2 separate regions of the Mus musculus genome follow, and region 1 is linked to region 2. Evidence: chromatin contacts called from public HiChIP or PLAC-seq data. All regions are on one chromosome and are shown on one strand. Each heading gives the region's core, a stretch centred on a gene start, on an enhancer-like site or on the middle of the called end of the contact. The rest is flanking DNA. Distances are from core to core; before and after follow the strand shown. Region 1 overlaps Rgs6 (regulator of G-protein signaling 6). Region 2 overlaps Rgs6 (regulator of G-protein signaling 6).

Region 1 (2,980 bases), core at 325-2,824, 300 kb before region 2:
CCTATTTCGGGGACTTTGGTCTATTGTAGTAGAGAAGGCAAGGTCAAGTTCATGGTAGCAGGAGCACGGCAGGAAGGCTTGTTCACACTGTGTGGGCCAGGAAGCAGAGAATGCAGACCGGAGCCAGAGCCAGAGCCAGAGCCAGAGAGCCAGAGCCAGAGAGCCAGAGCCAGAGAGCCAGAGCCAGAGCCAGAGCCAGAGCCAGAGCCAGAGCCAGAGCCAGAGCCAGAGCCAGAGCCAGAGCCAGAGCCAGAGCCAGGGATCACCTTCAAAGGCCTGTTCCCAGGGACCTGCTTCTACCAGCCAGGCCTTACCTCCTAAATGTTCCACAGCCTTCAAAAACAATACTGCCAACTAAAGACTAAGTCTTCAAATCATGACCCTGTGGGAGACATTTGAGACCCAAACAGTGACATGTTCCCTTGGCCTAGGTGTCTTCTTTCAGCCATCTCTCTTGTCTAGCCCCAACACATATGTCCTGTCTTGGCTTACTGCTCAGCCCTGTCTTCTCTATTATGGTACACTTCGCCCCTGAATACCACCAGGCATTCACTAAGTGTGTGATTTCATCCCTAACATTTCCTTCCATTGGACCCTACACTTCATATGGTTACCCTTGACTTGTTCTCACAGTATCTACCACCTTCTTCAGTAGCTGTTAACATTCCTTCTTGGCACAGGAAATATTAGCTCGATAAGTGAATAATTAAAGACACCAGACAGATGGAGGACATGGTGGAGAAGAATCAGAAGATGACAGAGGGCTGGAGGGATAAAGGAGCTGGAGAATTAACATCTGGCCTCTTGGAGGAGAGAGACTCACCAGCCCACTGTGGATGAAGCTGCACCCAGTTAGCTCAATGCCTTTCTTCATCAAAATACACGGGCAACTATTAAGTCACGTGTGTTGGATGCCCTCTGAGAGCAGGGCCAACGCCCCTTTGCCTTGGCCAATTACCGCTAATGACTTCTCAAACACGACAGCTGTTATTCTTAACTACTGAAGCAATCAGCCAAACCAGTGTTCAACTTTTCCCCCAATGTTTGAATCACTTTAAAATAAAAGTAGAAATTGGAAATGTAGCAGTGTCTTCAGAATAAATTAGTGAGGATCTGTGGGAGAGAAAAACAACTAACACTTATGTGAGATACGGCAACGCTTCCTTCCAAGGGCAATTTATATAAGCAAACCGTTTGGGGGGCTGGTTTTAGTTGACTGATTCACGAGTTTGTATTTGCAAGGTATGTCTCAATGCCAGCTTCTTCGTCTAGCTTAGGAGCCCAGCCTCCTAAACCCTGGACACCATCCTGCAGAACGAAGCTTGAGAATAGCTCTCGATGACTGATGTTTGCCTATAGCCCCAGAAAGGAAGAACCACTGATCTCAAAGGGTCTGCTTGCTATATCTTAGCCCTGGAATGAGAGCCAAAACACTTGGCTTGAGCTCCAGCCTCACTGGGAGATAGCTTTGAGACATTGGGAAGCTCATGCAGCCAACTTGTGGAAATCCAGACTCCTAGTGTTACATCATTGGATGAATCATTGGATGAGATCACAAAAGGCCTTGAACCCCAGTCTTCTGCTGTTTCTGAGGCTTTCTCATCCCTGCAGCGATCGTGTTGAGCCGCCTGGCTCAGACAAGCACCAAGACTCCTGGGAAGCCAGTGCAGATGCTGAATTCAGGGAACTACCACCTCTAGCCTCCCTCATTCCTCGCCCCTCCCCACCTCTAGCCTCCCTCATTCCTCACCTCTCCCCAGTCTTTTTTCCCCTCTGAACGTCTTTCACTCAGACATTCTAGATCTGAGGAGACCATTTCTTAGGTATGTGTCCTGGCTACTTTTGTGTCAACTTGACACAGGCTGGAGTTATCACAGAGAAAGGAGCTTCAGTTGAGGAAATGCCTCCATGAGATCCAACTGTAAGGCATTTTCTCAATTAGTGATCAAGGGGGAAAGGCCCCTTGTGAGTGGGACCATCTCTGGGCTGATAGTCTTGGTTCTATAAGAGAGCAGGCTGAGCAAGCCAGGGGAAGCAAGCCAGTAAAGAACATCCCTCCATGGCTTGTGTATCAGCTCCTGCTTCCTGGCCTGCTTGAGTTCCAGTCCTGAATTCCTTGGTGATGAACAGCAGTATGGAAGTATAAGCCGAATAAACCCTTTCCTCCCTAACTTGCTTCTTGGCCATGATGTTTGTGCAGGAATAGAAACCCTGACTAAGACAGTATGTGACAGCATTAGATCACATTTTTCTTCCAAGACAATTAAGATTTACAATGAAAAAAAATTTACAATGGACACTATGATACTATATCCTTCCTTCTTCCCAACAGACTGGTCAGCACTGCCATCTGGAGACACCACTGTCTCCTTTCACAGAGCTCCTGTGAAAAGCTGCTCTCAAGAACTATGGCTCTCTCTACCCTTTTGTTTGGTTTTCCTCAATGATAAAGACTGATATGTTGTCTTAAGGACTTCTTCAGTTTCCTACACTACGCTGAAGTCCTACACTACACAAGTGTGTGCTGTCCTTGAATTCCAGCTTTAAATTCCAGCTTGACTTTTAGTTAAATTTAAATTTTAATTCTAGCCTTGACTTTTAATTTGGGGATATGCAATGGAATTCAAAGAATTTATGAAAATCAACTCAACAGATTCTTTAATTAACACAGCTCTAACAGTTTTGCCCACATGAGATAGCCTTTACCTTCATTAATGTAGAAAAAGCAGTTCAACTTGAATATGAGCTAGCTGAATGGTTTTATTGTAGTTTTCCCCTAAGTCTTGATAAACATTTTGTGTCTGAATGGCTGAAGAAACAAATAGCCAAGCATAATTAATATGGCTCTTGAGAAGTGAACAATTATACCGCTTGGGATATTCCTATTCATAACAACCAGTTACCAAATGTTCCCAGACTGTGCTGGGACCTGGGATTTGGATCATGGATCATGGGATAGAACTTTATCTTTCGATTTTGA
Region 2 (2,935 bases), core at 21-2,520:
TGGGTTTGGAGCCCTGGCGAGTGCTCATGAAATGAGTTTCTGTGTCCTAAGTCCACTGCTTAGGAAAGTTGTTCTCTTCAAGGTGTCCAAGTTTTCTCAGCAGGTAAGATCACGGGTATAATAAGAACACTAAGGGTACCAATGAGAAAGATGGGTTGATACAGTGAGAGCCATGGGTACTTGGGGGCCAAGGGCATCCTCTAAAGTTGAAATTGCCCTCAAACAGGGAAGCCACCCTTTCCAGTGGAATGTGGAGGCTGGAGTCACAGACTGGCATGGAGGAAAGAAAGAAAGGATATGGGGCGTGAGCCAGGATAGATGTAGTGTGAGCTAGGGTAGATGGGGGCATGAGCTGGGATAGGAAGCAGGTGTGAGCTTAGAAGAAGCAACTGCTCTGACTTTTCACCTGCATCCCCAAATGTGCTCTCCCAATATCCCTTCCCGAGATAAACTATCACCCGGAAGCCCCAGCCCCCAAAGACACTTTCCAGCCAGGCCTCCTCTCCTCCTCAGATCCCATGTCACTCCTTGGCACCATCTGCTTGTTTGCTGATGGGTTGATAGACTGCCTGCAAGGGGGATGGCTGTGTGCTGCTTGCTTCCCATCCCTGTACCTAAAACAGTTGCTGGCACACAGTAGCTGCTTAATAAACACCAGTTGTTATTATCGGCACACTTTGCACAGAGCCTAGAAACTTGAGGCTGACTCCATAAACATTAGTATTTATAGGTGAGTATCTCCAGAAACTAGCAAAAGGAGGAAGGCAGCTGGGCGGCACCGAACCTCGGAGAACAGTCTGTGACTTGCCAGCAAAAGGAAGAAAAATGAGGGGATCAAGCAGAGTCACAGAGATTAATAAGTGTGGCCCCCTCTGAGACAGAGCTAAGCCCAGCCAGCTGGAGAGGTCTCCCTCCACAGTATGGAGCCCCGGACCTGTCCAACTGGCAGCACAGAAAACAGCGCAGTGAGGTTAAGACCGTTCATCCTGGGAGAGGCCAGAAGTACTGAAGGGAGAGGGGAAAGGGGAGGTACTTAGGCTAAGTCAGTGTTTGGCTACCAGAAATACACTGCCAGGCAATGGCCTCTTCAGCCCCATCTTTCCCTTCTCCTCTTGTCTGACTGTTTGGAAATGCAGATTCTGGCAGAGTTCGTAAAAGTCCGCTTGGCTGGGAGACGTATAATTGACTGTTCCAGATAGACTAGAATCACAGGCTGGGCTCACTCAGTACACAGACCTGCTGAGCACTGAGAAGATTCTGAGCAAAAGCACGGATGCAGCTTCCAGAGATATACGCCACCAGGAGGGTTGGAGTCCCACCCCTTCTCAGCCTCTCAGCCTGTCCTGGGTCCACCAAGCCATGACTGCCCACGAGCTTTCTCCTAGGCCCATCAGGTAGCACATGAGAGTCCAGACCATTCTTTTAAACATCAAGCAAAAATCCCCATGACTATCTTTTAGTCCTAATTAAGATGCTGCTAAATTAGATCAGGAACAAGGGAAAGCTGTAGTAATGTACCCTGGAGCATGCCCTCAATCATTAACTGATAGTAAAATGCCAGTGACTTCAGCCCTGATTCAAAAAGTATAACCGTTAATTTCATTTTTACCAAAGCTCAGCCTTGATTTCAGTGTATAAGCAAATAAATCAAGAGAGGCTAGAAAAGCCTTCCACGAACTACATGCCTGCCAATGTGCCTTTAAAACATATCTCAGCAGAAACCAGCATAATCCCTACCTACAGTCTAAGCAGCTGTCCTTATACTGGCAGATAAATGTAGTCTTCACCCCTCCTCAAGGAAACTTCTCTTTGCTACAAACAGAGGCTATTATAGAAAACCACAGCCAATCAAAATGCAGAGTTGTGGAGCCCAGTGCCACCTGATACATCTACAGTTCAGGGGTCATTGCAGAAGAGGAGGCACAAAGACTGGAGGAGCCAGAGGATCAGGGAGTTTGCTGTGAGACTGTGTCTCCTAGGAATGTCAGAAGCTACACCCCAGAAAGTCTCACCAATGTAGCCGCCTAAATGTGGTCTGAACAGAGATGACACCAACAGACAACAGGCACTCCCAAGTGGACAGGGGAAAGGCCGAGGGCCTCCGTGCTAGAAAAAGAACTGCAGGCAACTAAGGGATGCTGAAAGGGGGAGAAAGCGTTTTTCCCCAGGGAACATCAATTAGTTATCCAAATGCATGTGGTAATTTCATATTTAGTACTCTTTCTGTCTCTGTCTCTGTCTCTGTCTTTCTGCTCTGTCTCTTTCACTGTCTGTCTCTGTTTCTCTCTGTCTTTCTCTCCTCTCCTCTCCTCTCCTCTCCTCTCCTCTCCTCTCCTCTCCTCTCCTCTCCTCTCCTCTCCTCTCCTCTCCCCTCCCCTCCCCTCCCCTCCCCTCCCCTCCCCTCCCCTCCCCTCCCCTCCCCTCTCCTTCCCCCTCCCCCTCCCCCCCTCTCTGTCTCATGCACGTATGCACAGCACATGTACACACTGGCATATAGCAGATCCCTATTAATTCCTGCCCGGTCTCCCTTGCTCAGAAGAAAGTACTAGTGGTTTGTCTTTGTTCCCTTACACGCCCACCACTTTTCAGACTTTTCTTGAATTTAAATCCACACAAAAATGCAATTTCTCACAGAGGAATATTATCATTATGCCATCTTGAATCGGCCAGATGAGACTAGCATGTTTTGGTTTTGTTCTGAATGTTGGGATTGCACTCAGAGGGCAGCATCTCATCCCAGCAACACAGTGAGCTGAGACAACAACGCCACACAGCCCCAAGGCGCGTGCAATATCACATCAGGGTTCTAACTCATAGCCGAACTTGAAAGCAAGAAGAAGCCCCTAGATGCCAGATACACAGCGACAACTAAAGTCTAACCCAGAACACACAATATATCTGTGGATCACCCTTGGATAGAAGGGTTCACTGCAGG

What was found. HiChIP or PLAC-seq counts read pairs in DNA pulled down with a chosen protein or histone mark.
Region 1: a contact with region 2 is called in an H3K27ac HiChIP or PLAC-seq map of SST interneurons, with 8 times the contacts expected there. The contact joins two enhancer-like sites. A contact is called at or near these places in 8 of 484 Hi-C or Micro-C datasets (the CH12 cell line, embryonic fibroblasts, embryonic stem cells and 3 more) and 1 of 115 datasets of contacts at active chromatin or transcription factors (SST interneurons).

What each region holds. Positions count from the first base shown.
Region 1 is chr12:82,997,380-83,000,359 of GRCm38.p6, reverse strand. The region is part of intron 3 of Rgs6 (regulator of G-protein signaling 6); the gene reads right to left. It overlaps Gm31308 (a long non-coding RNA gene), which reads left to right. Exons shown (of 2, transcript XR_381770.3): 2 at 681-1,083. Among named protein-coding and RNA genes, the nearest start is that of Gm31308, 5.7 kb to the left of the region's middle. Within about 2 kb of position 1,574, at least 17 of the 459 cell types and tissues checked have an H3K27ac peak or open chromatin away from gene starts, as enhancers often do. A contact at or near this core is called in SST interneurons, where this site is marked.
Region 2 is chr12:82,697,361-82,700,295 of GRCm38.p6, reverse strand. All of the region lies in intron 2 of Rgs6 (regulator of G-protein signaling 6), which reads right to left. Among named protein-coding and RNA genes, the nearest start is that of Gm22149, 74 kb to the left of the region's middle. Within about 2 kb of position 1,270, at least 8 of the 459 cell types and tissues checked have an H3K27ac peak or open chromatin away from gene starts, as enhancers often do. A contact at or near this core is called in SST interneurons, where this site is marked.